2 separate regions of the Sus scrofa genome follow, and region 1 is linked to region 2. The links are chromatin contacts, called in public HiChIP or PLAC-seq maps. All regions are on one chromosome and are shown on one strand. The core of a region is the stretch at or near the end of the contact, and the rest is flanking DNA. Distances in the headings are between cores, read along the strand shown. Region 1 has its middle 280 kb from the start of NUF2. Region 2 has its middle 430 kb from the start of NUF2.

The links. HiChIP or PLAC-seq counts read pairs in DNA pulled down with a chosen protein or histone mark.
Region 1: an H3K27ac HiChIP or PLAC-seq map of skeletal muscle shows a contact between it and region 2. The contact joins two enhancer-like sites. A contact is called at or near these places in 1 of 47 Hi-C or Micro-C datasets (heart right ventricle) and 1 of 2 datasets of contacts at active chromatin or transcription factors (skeletal muscle).

Annotation. Positions count from the first base shown.
Region 1 is chr4:86,909,776-86,917,114 of Sscrofa11.1, reverse strand. No RefSeq gene overlaps it. Among named protein-coding and RNA genes, the nearest start is that of NUF2, 280 kb to the left of the region's middle. Within about 2 kb of position 2,969, at least 3 of the 83 cell types and tissues checked have an H3K27ac peak or open chromatin away from gene starts, as enhancers often do. A contact at or near this core is called in skeletal muscle, where this site is marked.
Region 2 is chr4:86,760,165-86,767,574 of Sscrofa11.1, reverse strand. No RefSeq gene overlaps it. Among named protein-coding and RNA genes, the nearest start is that of NUF2, 430 kb to the left of the region's middle. Within about 2 kb of position 5,049, at least 4 of the 83 cell types and tissues checked have an H3K27ac peak or open chromatin away from gene starts, as enhancers often do. A contact at or near this core is called in skeletal muscle, where this site is marked.

The sequences.
Region 1 (7,339 bases), core at 1,720-4,219, 150 kb before region 2:
TAGAGATAAATTAGAAAGTCTTAAATAACAGAATGCTATTCTTCACACTAATTATAGTGAGAGTTTGTTTTATAAAGGGCTTTAGAACCAGGAAAATATCATTTTGAATTTAGATCTTTACCTTGTGATGCAGTTTTAGTCAAGTTTCTTAATATTTTTATTACTCAATATCCCCATGTATAAAGTTAAGATAATATCATTATCAAAAATAAAGGCTAAATTGAAAGAATGGATTTAAATCACCTAGTTCCTGGATTATATAAGGTTCCAGGAATACACATTGTCTTCCCTTTGCCTTCTGTAGCCAAATCTGAACTTGGAAAAAGGAAGGAGTTTCTCATCTTGGTGGATACATTTATTATCTATTTTATCTGCTTTGTTGATACCTGAACATAGAATGAGAAGACCTTCATACATCTAAGTCCTCTTGGGATGAAAAGGAATTACATGCTAGGGGCGTTCCCTTTAGGTCAGCATCACTGCATTGCTAATGTATTGTTGGTATCGCTGACAGAGCCAAAGCCCCTCCTGGTCCTGTCTCAACCACGCCATCATAGTGCTAGAACCAGGGCAAGATTAGAGTTCTTACCCCAGGGCAGGAGGGTAATTTTGATTACAGAGCTGTAACACTGCCCTGGGCCCCTTGACCACAAGTCTCAAGCACCAGGTCCAAGTTCTGGGTCAATCAGAACATAGTGGCTCTCAGGAGAGAGAAAAATAGATTCCACTAATCAGGACTCTGCCTGCCTCTCTGGGTGCAACTCTGCCCCACCTTCAGTCATAACTTTCCATCTGCAGCCTGTATAGTCCATTTAAAAAAATTATTGGAGTGGAGTTCCTGTCATGGCTCAGCAGAAATGAATCTGACTAGTAACCATGAGGATGCAGGTTCTATCCCTGGCCTTGCTTAGTGGGTTAAGGATCCAGCATTGCAGTGAGCTCTGGTGTATGTCCCAGACACAGCTTGGATCCCACATTGCTATTGTGGCTACAGCTATAATTCAACCCCTAGCCTGGGAACTTCCATATGCTGCAAGTGTGGCCCTAAAAAGACCAAAAAAAAAATTATTGGAATATAGTTGATTTACAACATTGTATTAGTTTCTGGTGTACAGCAAAGTGATTCCATTCTATATATGCATAATCCATTCTTTTTCAGATTCTTTTCCCACATAGATTACTACAGATTACAGAATATTGAGTAGAGTCCCTGTGTTATACAGTAGGCTCTTGTTAGTTACCTATTTTATAAACAGTAGTGTGCATCTTGTACTAGATTTTCAATGTTGGCTTCTTTCTGATTAGACCCATCATGCTATAAGTCCGTGCCTTTTCTTTAAGACATTATGATCTGGAACAACAAATAGAAAACAGTCCTCATCTTGACACTATTAGCTTGGGTAAAATCCAATTATGGAAGTAAAGTTTCAGAGAGAAGGAAGCCATTTAAACTACTAATACAATTAGAGGTACCTTAGAAAGTGCTTAAAACAGTGTTTAATATACATTAGGGCTTAGTAAGTATTAGCTATAATTTACTTTAAACCAGACACTGTGTAAGTGTTTTGTGAATATACTTTCATATCTTCATAGTAGTCTTCTAAGTTCGGCATGGTCAAATCTCACTGGTAAGGAAATGGGCTTGGAGAAATAAAACGAATGTTCAAAATCATAGAGCCAGGAAATTCCAAAACTAAAATTTGAACCATGACTGTCTGGCTTCATAGTGGCACTAATTCACTATGACCAGCTATCCCAATCAAGTTTATAAGACATGCAAATCTGTAAATCACATATAGCATATGTGAATAATGTGAATAACCACGAAATAATGAATTATGAATGCTTATGTCTACTCCTTCTCCTGTCTGTAAGCACTGTTAAGGTTTGGATGTCCCTTGTCTGTTTGGTGGGGTTTCATCTTCTTACAGGTGAACATTCCTGTAGGTGCTTTGAGATAGTGGTGAGCCATACTAATTCTCAGTAGATGAAGCACTTAACCCCCTAATTGTCCTTGAAATATGCCTCAGTTCAGACTTTGGAAAGACTGTAGAAAAGAGAAGGGGCTATAATTTCAGTTGGCTCAGTCAAGGTGTAAAGCTATGGAGTCACCTTTCCCTGAAGTCCAGAGAATTAGCTCTGTCCTGACTAAAGTTTGAATCATAGAGTCCAAGGTATTTCCTTGCATTTCTCCAGTGCCCTCAGTCAACTGTCAGAGTGTATTTCAATTCCCATCTCAGTAATTCCAGCATAGCCTTTGCAGAGATTGTTTGACCCTGAGATAGAGCATTTCCAGAAAGGACAGCAATGAAATTCCTGTGGTCTTGTAAGAGCTGAACATAGATTCTTATTCACAATATCCACACATATCCTAATGAAAATTAAGAGTCATGTGCTGGAGTCTTTCTTTTTAACCCAAATATTGACAGGTTGGTGAGCAGGTGGAGCCACGCAGCGCTTGTCAGGGATGTGTCTGAGTAGTAGGCGGAGGAGGGGTGAAGATATGAGTGAACGATAGCAGCACAGTCGCTCCTTTCCTGTTGTTGTTGAGTGACACTTGGATATATCACTAAACATATAAAAATAGAAGCTCTGTGTCAGCCTTCTTGTACAGGGTGCTGTGCTGCAGCATTTAAATCTGGTTGTCAGTATGCCACTATCGTTATTTATAGAGGAGACCCGTATTAACATTTTGAGAGCGACAGAGGAAAAGGAAGAAAAAGAAAAGTGCATGTTAGAGAGAAGGTGCCCTAAATATTGCGTTGAATTAATTAAACATTTACCTTTATCCCTTTTGAAGTCATAATTCATAATTGTATAGGAATGTATATTTTGGAAGGCACTTTTGCATACATCACCATATTGGAGACTCATAGAGACTCTTTGAGATACAAAGCAGTATTTCTCTCCCTACGGAAGCTCAGGGAGATCCAATGATTCCGGCTGTGTTGCTCAGCTGGTGGATCTTAGTGTTGCATCTTTGAAATGCAGTTATTCCTTCCCCACATCAGGCATATAGGATATTAATGTTCCTATACAAAGGATAAGGAAATTAAGCTATGGAGTGATAAACTGGAAAAACTAAGGCATGGTATAAGTATGGGACGGGGCATGAGGCATTCTTCTAGGTAGTAAGGACATAGCAGTGAACAAAATAGATAAAAATCTTTGCCTTCATGAAGCTAGTGTCCCAGGGTTTGGGTTAGACAACATTTATGACTCCACATCTCCATGACGATAGTGGAGGTCCAGAGCCTTCTCATCTGTTTTATCATTTGGCAACAATAACCTAGTTAAAAACTCAAAATGGTAAAATATGTGGTATGTTAGAACATTCAGTTCACTTATAGAAACTCTTCATTGTCTCTCGGATTTTTGGTATCGTGTAGCTTCTGTAGTGGTATGATGGTGTATTTCATGTACTAGTCAAGCCAACACTCTAGCACAAGACATTTCTATATGTGCTTGATGAAACTGAATGAGATCTACAGGATTGCCGTGGACAAGCACTGAAATAGATCAGTAGACCCTGCTAGCATGCCTAGTATTGAAGCAATAGCTAAAGTAGTCACCCTCAAACTTCTATGTAACTTAGAATCGCCTGGGGAGCTTCAAAAATACTGATTCCTGTGTTCTCCCCAGTGGGTGTAATATAAATGACCGAATGTTTCAGGCGATTCTAATATGGTGACATGTTTAGGAATCACCGACCCTAATGGCTAATGAGATGATGCCCATTTTTTCTCCACCCAGCAGTGTTTCCCAATCAGTTTCTTCCGTACCAACAGAACTTCAGTTTTGTTTAGGCATTAAATAAGCATGTGTACAAAAAGGCGAGGACCCTTCCAGTTCAATGGGGTGAATCTTAATTGTTCCTAATGGTATCATCTCTGGCAAGAATTAGTTTTGGGGGTAGTTATAGAACCCAGATGTAACCAATAGGGTAGGGAAAATATATATAAGCAAAGAGAAATTACAGGAAATGTTTCTTTATTATTAACAAAAGAGACTTCTGAGAGGAAACAGTTCTCTTTTTTCCCACCTCTGGATATAATTATGTGGAAGAGATGTGGTAGCTATCTAGAGATCTTGGGCAGAGCCAGATAGAGAGAAAATCAAGGCAACATACCAACAATGGCAAACGACATATGAAAAGAAACTGGATCTTTTTAAACTACTTTTTTTAATATTTAAAAAAAATTTTTAGTTGATTAACAATGTTGTGTTGATTTCAAGTGTGTAGCAAAGTGATTCAGTTATATATACAAATACATATGTGTGTATGTATATTCTTTTTCAGATTATTTTCCATTACCTATTATGAGATATTGAGTATATTTCCCTGTGCTACACAGTAGGTCCTTGTTAATTATCTACTTTATATATAAGAGTGTGTATATGTTAATTCCAAACTCCTAATTTATCCCTTTCCCCTTTTCCCCTTTGGCAACCATAAGTTTGTTTTCTGTCTGTGGGTCTATTTCTATTTCCTTGCTGATAATCATTGCACCACCAGAAGTTAATGAATTCTAAAATCAACATATCTCCTGACTTTTGCTATTTATCATTTGTTACTTAAATTGGCATTTCTGGAATTTATATCCAAAAAGCATACTAAATGATACACGAATTCAATTTTAGATTGAGTCTCATGCAAAATATAGTATATACTTCCCTAGGACAAAATAATGGCTGACCTCAAATTTTTATATTGTCCCCAAAGAAAGATTTGTGGACATTCAGGGGAAAATTATGATAGTTTTCCTAAATGGCTATAACAAAAGATTATGGATTTATTTCAAAATTTCCTATGTTTTTGTTAATCTGCTTCAGATCAATCATATAAAATTTACTAAAATTCTTCTTGAATGAACCTCTTTATATTTTTCCTGTGCCATTTAAAGTATTAATGGGAAGACTTAATACTTCCCAGAGGCAGGAGAACTACCATAAAAATACTTACCTTTTAGTCAGAGCATCACTGACATAATGACATCATGGTATGGAACTTCTCAAAACAGGTCCAAGGATGTTTTTGGTACCAGGTTGCAGGACGGAGTTATTGAGAGCAAGTGACAAACTCTCCTTTAGTCTGTATCCTGACAACTCTCCTCTAGAAAGAGTAGTCAAAAAGAAAATTATGTGGGGATTAGCTGGGGTATCAATTAATTTTTAGGGGTGATAGTCCATCAAGTCCTTATGATTTCAAATTCAGCTTTTTCTTTAAAGATTCTGTGATGTCAGTTTTCTGTTTCTCCAGGATAGTTTCAAGCTGTTAATAATTATAAATAATGTTTATTGGATAATCACCATGTGCCATCCATCATGCCAAGCTTTTTACATGCATCCTCTCAAACAGTCCTCACCATTGACCTTTGAGGACCATGGATCTTGGGGAGTTTAAGTGCCTCGTGAAAGGGCACACAGTTACTGAGTAGAAGTGCTGGGATGGAAGCCAAGCATGTGCTCTTAGCAATAGCATGGTACTGTCTCATATCGACTGTGGAAAGTTGTGAAGGGAAAACAAACTTGTTGTCTAGCGCTACTATTTACTACCAACATAACCTTGGCCTTCCTCACAAGGTCCCTGTAAAGACTAAATCGTGATTTTTGGAAACTGAAAGCCCTGTCCAAATGCAGCACCATTTTCCAATTTCTTGGACTTTGAGATTTGTACAATGAACATTGATTGATAGAGTCCCTACTATGTGCCAGACCTTTTGCCAGGTTCTGGGAATACAACAATGTATTAGACACGAGAGTTCTTTCCCTGTCACTCCTGGACCCTGGCAATCACAGAGAGTCTACACTTCCCTTTCCAGACAGGCCTGGGGCTGCCCCTGCTCTGGCTGTGTGTCGCTAAGCCATGCGGGTAAAAGGCTGTCGAGAATTGATGCCAATGGCTCCCCAGCTGCCTCATGTTAATGTAATCAGCAAGAAGCCTGCACACCTGATGGTAGTTCAGAATATGAGGTGAATGATTAAAGTTTAAAAGGTCGTATACCATTGTAATACTGAAAAGAAACTTTATGATTCATCATTCCTGATGTAATGTCATCTGTTTAATAAAGCCGTATTTCACTCACAGCTCATTTTTAATGGGTCTATTTAAGAAATGGCATTGGAGTAGGGTTTTTTTCCCCCTTCCATCTAAGAGTGGTTTGTATGGATTATACTTTAAAAAAAAAAAAAAAAAGAAGCAGTAGTTTAGGACTTGGATATTTACAATATCTTTCAGCCTTCAGCTGATTGGATATTATTTATGCCAAACCCCTATACTTGGACTGAAATATCAAGCAAAGGCAAACAAGCAGCTGGATGTGCTAATATGCAAATAAACCATGTCTCCCTTAATTGTGTGGATGGAAATTTATATCATGGGCAAATGTTGTTATCTGTAAACTGCTTTGACGAGCAGTGGTCAGAGGGCATGGTACCCGGGCTAGCATTTCAGTCCAGGAAGGAAGTGGAATCATTGGACCACTTGTCTTAAATCAGTTGTTCCCCACTGGAGACAATTTTGTCCCCCAGCGGACATTTGGCAGTGTCTGGGGATATATTTTGTTGTCACAACAGGAGGGGATGGAAGGGTATTACTTCTGGAGTCTAGTGGGTAGAATCTAGGGATGCTGCCAAACATTTTACAACACACAGGACCTCCGCTCTCCCCTGCCCAACAGAGAATTATTTGGCTCAAAATGTCAGTGATAGGGAGGTTCAGAAACACTACCTTTGATGGTTGGAGGTGGGGTGGGAGATTTGGATTGTGAGGAATCAGATCCTGCAGTATATGGCTGATGTATCTTACAGGAAATTCAAGAAGAACAAAAAACCTCAGGGAGAAGTGGTAAGGTTTGAATTCTTAGGATAAGAGGACTCTGGGAATTTTTGTGATTTCCCATGGTAATGAAGGTGGACCCGATCTCATTTTCTTGACCCTACTTTTGGTTGATGCCACTATTATCTTCCTAATGGAATGTTTTTTAATATTTCCTCTTCATCTATGAACTTGCTTTTTTTTTTTTTTTTTTTTTTGCCATGCCCACAGCATGCAGATGTTCTCCAGCCAGGGATCAAACCCATGCTGAAGCAATAACCTAAGCCACGGTAGTGACGATGCCAGATCCTTAACTGCTAGGCCACTAGGGAACTCCAATTAACTTGCATCTTCATGTAGGAGGGGCCCATGTTATGAAATGAGGATAAGAGAGTGGGCATGGCTATAATCTAGAATTTATACAAATGTTGAAGATGGAAATGTAAAGGGTTATCTAATCCAAACCTTATATTTAACAGAGAAACTGAAGGTCCAAGAAATAAAATAACTTTTGGAGGTAAT
Region 2 (7,410 bases), core at 3,800-6,299:
ATAGGTTATTATAAGATATTGAGTGGAGTTCCCATTGTGGCTCAGTGGTAGAGAACCTGACTAGTATCCATGAGGATGCGGGTTCAATCCCTGGCCCTACTCAGTGGGTTAAGGATCCAGTGTTGCCATGAGCCAAGGTGTAGGTTGCAGATGCACCTCAGATCTGGGAACTTCCATATGTCTCAGGTGCAGCCCTAAAGATAAATAAATAAATAAAAATATATTGAGTATAGCTCCCTGTGCTATGCAGTAGGATCTTGTCAATTATTTATTTTATTTATAGTAGTGTGTATATATTAATTCCAAACTCCTCATTTATCCCTCCCTCCTTTTCCTCCTTTGTAACCATAAGTTTTTTTTCTATGCCTGTGAGTCTATTTGTTTTATAGATGGGTTCATTTGTGCCATATTTTAGATTCTGCATATAAGTGATATCATAGGATATTTGTCTTTCTCTATCTGACTGCACTCAGTATGATAATCTCTAGGTCCATCTATGTTTCTGCAAATGGCATTATTTCATTCTTTTTTATGGCTGAGTAATATTCCACAGTGTAACCCTCCATCAGTTAATAATAATGTAACAATACTGGCTCATTAATTGTGTCAAATGTACCCTACTAATATAAGCTAGAAGCAACACTTAGCACTATCTTTTCAATTTTTATGCAACTCTAAAACTGTTTTAAAATAAAAAGTCAAAATAGGAGTTCCCATTGTGGCTCAGCAGGTTAAGGACCCAATGTTGTCTCTGTGAGGATGCAAGTTTAATCCCTGGCCTCTCTCAGTCAGTTAGGGATCTGGCTTTGCTGCAAGCCTAGGCATAGATCTCAGATGCAGCTTGGACTGGATTGCTGTGGCTGTGGCGTCAGTCCAGCTGCAGCTCTGATTCAACCCCTGGCCCGGAAACTTCCATAGGCTGCAGGTATAGCCATAAAAAGAAAAAAAAAATGTTAGAACAAAAAAATAACTATTCATCTAATATAATCCTGCTATGAATTGGAGGTAGAAGGGAAATGATGGTAGAAGCATGTCAGATGGCAGAGATATACCCTTAGTACCCCTTACGTGCACAGGTAAGGAGTCAGGCAGCAGCCTTGGCATGAGTGTGTAACCACCTCCTAATCTGGGATGTTTCTATTATAAGCATGGTAGATCCCTACTAGGATCACTATGTTCTTCCCTGAAGCTACATTCCCCAGAATTTTTTTTTTAACCTAAGAATTATCAGGTTGGTTTCCTTCACCCCAGAATCCTGAACTGAAATCTGTTCAAAGTCATTTCCGATTATCCTTGCTTTTTCAGTTTCTCATTGTCTTGATACTCAGCATTACCTATCTTTTTTCTAAACCTCCAAACATTGGCTTAGTTTTTGCTGTTTCATTTCGCCTTCCTAGCTTATGCTGAATACCTACTCCAGCAACTTCTCCAGATTTTTTAACTATTGATAAAAACTAACATTAGGAGTTCCCGTTGTGGCTCAGTGGAAACAAATCTGACTAGCATCCATGAGGATGCAGGTTTGATGCCTGACCTCACTAGTGGGTTAAGGATCCAGCATTGCCGTGAGCTGTGGAGTAAGTCGAAGACGAGACAGATCTGGTGTTACTATGGCTATGGCATAGCCCAGCAGCTGCAGCTCCAATTCAACCCCTAGCTTGGGAACTTCCATGTGCCTCAGGTGTAGCCCTAAAAAGAAAATAAATAAATAAATAAATAAATACATAAATAAAATTACCATTGGATTGTTGGCTTTCTGATGATGATGAGCAGGACAACCTAGTGTCTGCCAATGAATGACTGATGCTAAAGTGTGAAAGAGCCAAAGCTGATGCTGCGTATGTGCTCTTCTTTCTCCTTTTGGGGAAACTTGGTCTCTATTTTCAACACCTCTTCTTTCTCAAGGAGCTTACTACCACCCTGTATCAATACATCCAGAAACCCACAGTGATGACCCATCAGATCTTCCTCCTCCTCTGTTCCCGTCCATTTCACTAACACAAATTTTTTCAATCACAGTCTACTTTTTCTTCCCTGAATTTCCTCTTTGATCAATATGCCATGCATATTACACCTAACTAATATCCAATTCCTCTTCTGGACACACAGGAAGCTAATAGTTTCCTGCCTCCCTTATGCTAGATGTGGTCTTGTGACTTGCTTCAGCCAATGGAATGTAAGTAGACGTGATGCATACCACTTTCTTGTAGGAGCATTTAATCGAAAGTGAGTGACTCTCCTGTCTTCTCTTCTGCCATGGTGATCATGGAACACATGTTGACATGAAGGTGCCATGAGATCAAAGGAGCCTATGGTGCTAAGCCAACATGTTGGGGACAGCTGCCCTGGAGAGCTGCCTGGACATGCTGAGGATTTCATATGAGTGAATAAGTTTTATTGCATTAAAAGAAGGAACTAAGATTGTGGAAATATTTTTAGCACCGCATAACCTAGAATATTTTGACTAATACGGTTGAAAAGTAATCTCAAGAGTATAATACATTGTGAGTAATTGATGATATCTTAATGTATTACCTCTTCCAGAGTATTTCCATTGTGATAGAGGGTCCCAGGGGACAAGATACCTTAACTGAGAAGAATGAACTACAAATGATGGAATAGAAGACTCTCGGGCATATTAGAGTGGATGACATTTTGGAATAAGACAGTATCTTTGCTGTCTAATATCATAATCGTATCTGGTCAGATTATTATACACATATACATTTTAGGATGTACAATTTGTGACAAATGCAGAAACTGGAATCTAGGCTCTTGTTATAAAATTTCCCCTTTAATCCATTCTGAATATCATTGCTGTAATGTTGTAGGTTACTCGTTGTGTCTTCAACGTTCCTTGAGTATTTAATTTTCACCCAAGTTCAAATACCCTCTTTTGTAATTAATAACAGAAACTCTTTTTGGTGATTTCTAGCTAGGACATATATATTTTTTTCTTTTTTGGCCACCCACATAGCATATAGAAGTTCCTGGGCCAGGGATCGAATCTGAGCTAGAGCTGTTACCTATGCCATAGCTATAGCAATGCTGAATCCATAACCCACTGCATTTGAGCCAGGGATCCAACCAGCGCTACAGTGAGACAAACCAGATCATTACCCATGGTGCTACAGCGGGAACTTCCAATGTATGTTATCACTACCCTGCGAAATATTGCCCCAAAGGCAAAGAAAGTGAGTGAGAGAAGCAAGATTCAAACCCAAATTCCCTTTAGAATATATGCTTATTTCACCATGAGCTCCCTCCCTCTCTCTCTCTCTCTCTCTCTCTCTCTCTCGTTAGATGGAATCCACACTTCCTCCAAGACCCAAGTTAAGCTCCACCTCCCCAGTGAAGTATCTTCTCTGACAGTTCTCTATGTAATGGCCCATCTTCCTTTGCAGCCCTTACTGTCATTTGGAGCCATGGTAGCTTTCCTCCAAAGATGGCTTTCCAATGACTCATGCTTCTTAATGCTCAAGCCCTGAATGGACTGTCCCTATGACTTGCACTTTGATTTGTAGTATAGGACAGAAGTGACCTTGCATGACTCCCAAGGGTAAGTTCTGAGAAGCGTTGTAGCTTTTTCCTCAGCCTGAGGGAAGCCTGAGGGAAGCCTAATATCATGTGAGATGTCTAAGACCATCCGAGACTACTGTGCTATGAAAAATGCAAAGTTGCCATATGAAGATGACATGTGGAGAGACACAGATGCCTTGGTAGCCTCTATCAGTGCCAGACATCCCATCAGAGGCACCACACATCAAAATAAAGGAACATTCTGGATGTCCAGCCCAGCTGAACCTACAGATGATTCCAGCTCCAGCTGCCACTAACATCAACAACACGAGAGACCCCAAAGGAGAGCCACCCAGCTGAATCCAGTCAAACCACACAACCATGAGTTATAATTATAAAGTGTTTTTTAAACCATTAAAATTTGGGGAAGTTTATTTTATCCCAACAGGTATTCAGAGTGGGAACTTATCAGGTATTCTCTTCCTTCCCCACTAGCAGCATGTTGTAATATCCTTTGGTTTCTATTCTATACATTTAAAATTTTTTAATAATTTATGTGATTAATTTGTCACCATTACCTTGATTGAAAGTTTTTGAGAGGTTTGTCTTATTTGAGATGAACCCCCAGCTTAGCACCCAGGGCATGTAAAGACTTCAACAACAGTTTATTGATTGATTGAGAAGTTCCTTCAGGTCAGAGGCTGTGTTATGCCAAACATTATATTTCCTGAAAACACAGAACTTTATTGTATTCCTTCAAGGATATTTGCTGGTAAAACTCATGCCCATCAGCCTACTCTAACATACTCTCACAAATGATGGGTCCCTTTTATGATCTGTTTTCCACCAGTCCACTCCTTGATCTGTCCACATGACCTTGGCTTTAGCATCACTGGGTTGTACTCCCTAATCTGTGTTTTTAATCATGATTTTCCTTCTGCTTGAAGTGTTCCCCTACTCACCGCCCCCCATCACATATTCCACTTTGTGAAAACCTATTCAATTCTGCAAAATCTAGCTAAAAGATTGCCTTCTCTTTAAACTTCTCCTGCCTTCTTGAAGTGCAATAATAATCCCTTTTCTTGAGGTCGTGGGACCTCTTTAGTCCTCACCCCCATGACATTCTGCTTACTGCTTCCTGATTCCTGGTCTCCATTGGACAGTGAGCTTTTCAAGGACTGAGGCAGTAGCTTATTTAACTTGAACTCCCCAGCACAGTAAATGGCACAGAGCAGGTGGTCAATAAATGACTGTTGGATGAATGAACACATTTTACAAGGAGAAAACGACCGTGTGAGAGATAAGAAATAAACATGGTGTTGAGTGTTTTGTCACCACAAAATGCTATTAATATACAATTGGCACCCAGCTCCCTGGCTTCTCCTGACTATCTCAAGCCTTTCATCTTTCACCACAAAGCCAACAGCCATTCTTTAATCAATGCGGTTGCCTTTCTCTGAACCCTCTCTAGTTTGTACTTTTTTTTTGTCCTGAGATGCCTGAAGCCTCTTCATATTCAGCCCAAAATAGCACTGACCTTTCAGCTGCTATATCACCTGGCAGCTCATATCTAATTTCCTTTTGCAAAAGCCTCTCTCACTTGCTTTTAGCATTTTGCTTTCCAGGTTTCTCGCTGCTTGCGGTGTGCCGATTGTGTTTTTCCCTCAGAGAATCTGGTTTCCATTTTTTTTTTTTTTTTTTTTTCCTGGTTTGAACTCTCCCTGGTTATTTCTTTCTTTTCCCCCAGGCATTCAGTGGTACACAAAGGAGGAGGATTGGGGAGATGCAGGAGGCTGTGTTGTGGTGATTTCCTAAGACCTGGAAGATAGCACTACCCCAGTTTGTTCTGCACCCCCACCCCCACCCCAACAGATTGCTGTCAATAGCGATCCTCTCATCTTTCCCATGAATTCAGAGGGAATGTTTCATTGATTTGGAATTTTTTTTTTCATCTCTCTCTTTTTTTTGGGGGGGGGGTTTATTTTTTCTTTTCTTTTCTTTCTTTCTTCACTTTAAAAACTTTTTTTTTTTTTTTTTTGAATGACATTCATGCCAGGTCAAATGCTAAGGAATCCAGGTGCTCAGAAAATTCTTCTCAGGAATTCTTAGGTGCCGTCTTTCTTAAGAGCAAGCCTCAGATTCCAGCTGGCATCATTCCCTACAAAATGGCTTCGCGTAGAGAACCAGAAAGACATCTCTATCTCCATACCTCCTGTGAACTGAAAAGGGACTTTCATAACAGGGAACACTTCACGAGCCCCAGGAAGTGACACCGCGTTCAGATGCAAACAAAGAAATTACAAAAGTAAACAACATGCCTACCTAGAAAAGTCGCTAAAATGTACAAATGCAGGATTTCTAGAATATGCCCCAAGTTTTTATGCCTTTATACTCATATCCATACTGTTTCTTCAGCTTAGAATAATCTGGTTTACCTTCTCACTTTATTTCAATAAACTTGTCCTGCAAAGCACCATGCAGCTGCCATTTCCTCCTTGAAAAGTCACCTCATCACCCACAGGTAGGCACTCTCTCCTCCAAGTTCCTGCTGTTTTTTGTTTATACCAGTTTTCTCACTTATAAAACAATTAGGCTTATATTTGAGTTCCTTATAGAGCACTATTTCTCCCTCAAAACTGCAAACTCCTTAGGGATAGGAAAGCTGGCTTATTTTTCCTGTGACTTTAACTAAGAAAAGCATAAAACTTTTGAAATCATGTCCTAGAATTGTTCATAGAATTTTGCTTTCATGGTGAAAACAGGCACACAGAGTTCAATCCAACTATGATTCTCTGAGGGGGGGCATCTTCCTGGACCACTGCAGCTTGGTGGTTAGAAAAATCTTCTCTAGATTCTCTGGAGTGCCTATTGATGTAACAAGTTAAAAGTGTTTGGGTGAGTGTTGGAGGGAGGGTCTGATTAAGAAAAAGAAGGAGTGGTGGTGGGAGAGAGGAGGAGATGGCTTTTTATCAGAATATCTTGTCCCATGGGGCCGAGTTGTGATTCCCACTATTAACAATAATAGAAATAATTATTTTTAACAGTTATCATTTGAGATTTTTTTTTCTCTTTTGTCCTTTTAGGGCCGCACCCGTAGCATATGGAGATTCCCAGGCTAGGGGGGTCTAATCAGAGCTGTAGCTGCCAGCCTACACCAGAGCCACAGCAACGTGGGATCTGAGCCGCGTCTGCGACCTAAACCACAGCTCACAGCAACACCGGATCCTTAACCCACTGAGTGAGGCCAGGGATCGAACCCACAACTTCATGGTTCCTAGTCAGATTTGTTAACCACTGAGCCACAACTGGAACTCCATTTGACAATTTTTAAATGCCAGGCAATTTGCTCAAGGCTTTACATGCAGTATCGAATTTAATTCTCACAGCAACCCTCAGAAATAGTGGTTGTTATTATCCTCTTCTAAGACATAAGGAAACTAAATTCTGACCAGAAAGGTTAAGACATTTACCCAAGGACACACAGCTAGTAAATGGCAATAGTCACATTCAAACCCACACTAGGCTGAAGGCAGTATCCCTGCTATTAAGAGACATTAGTTTGTCTTTCTCTACAAGTGGAAGCTCCTTCATTGTTCTTTCCCCATGATCATTAATGAATATTGGAGGTTTTTGAGCACAAAAGTCACATGATGAAAGGATTATAATTTACACTGCCAAACAGAGTAATAACTCTAATAACTACTATTTGTAAGTTATTCCTAGATCATTTATAAATGACTCCTACATGTCTAGACCTCTCCACCTTCCACACAATCAACTCCACACTTCAGAATAGCTCTGTAGGAGTTCCCGTCATGGCTCAGGGGTTGACGTATCTGACTGGGAACCATGAGGTTGCAGTTTCGATCCCTGTCCTTGCTTGGTGGGTTA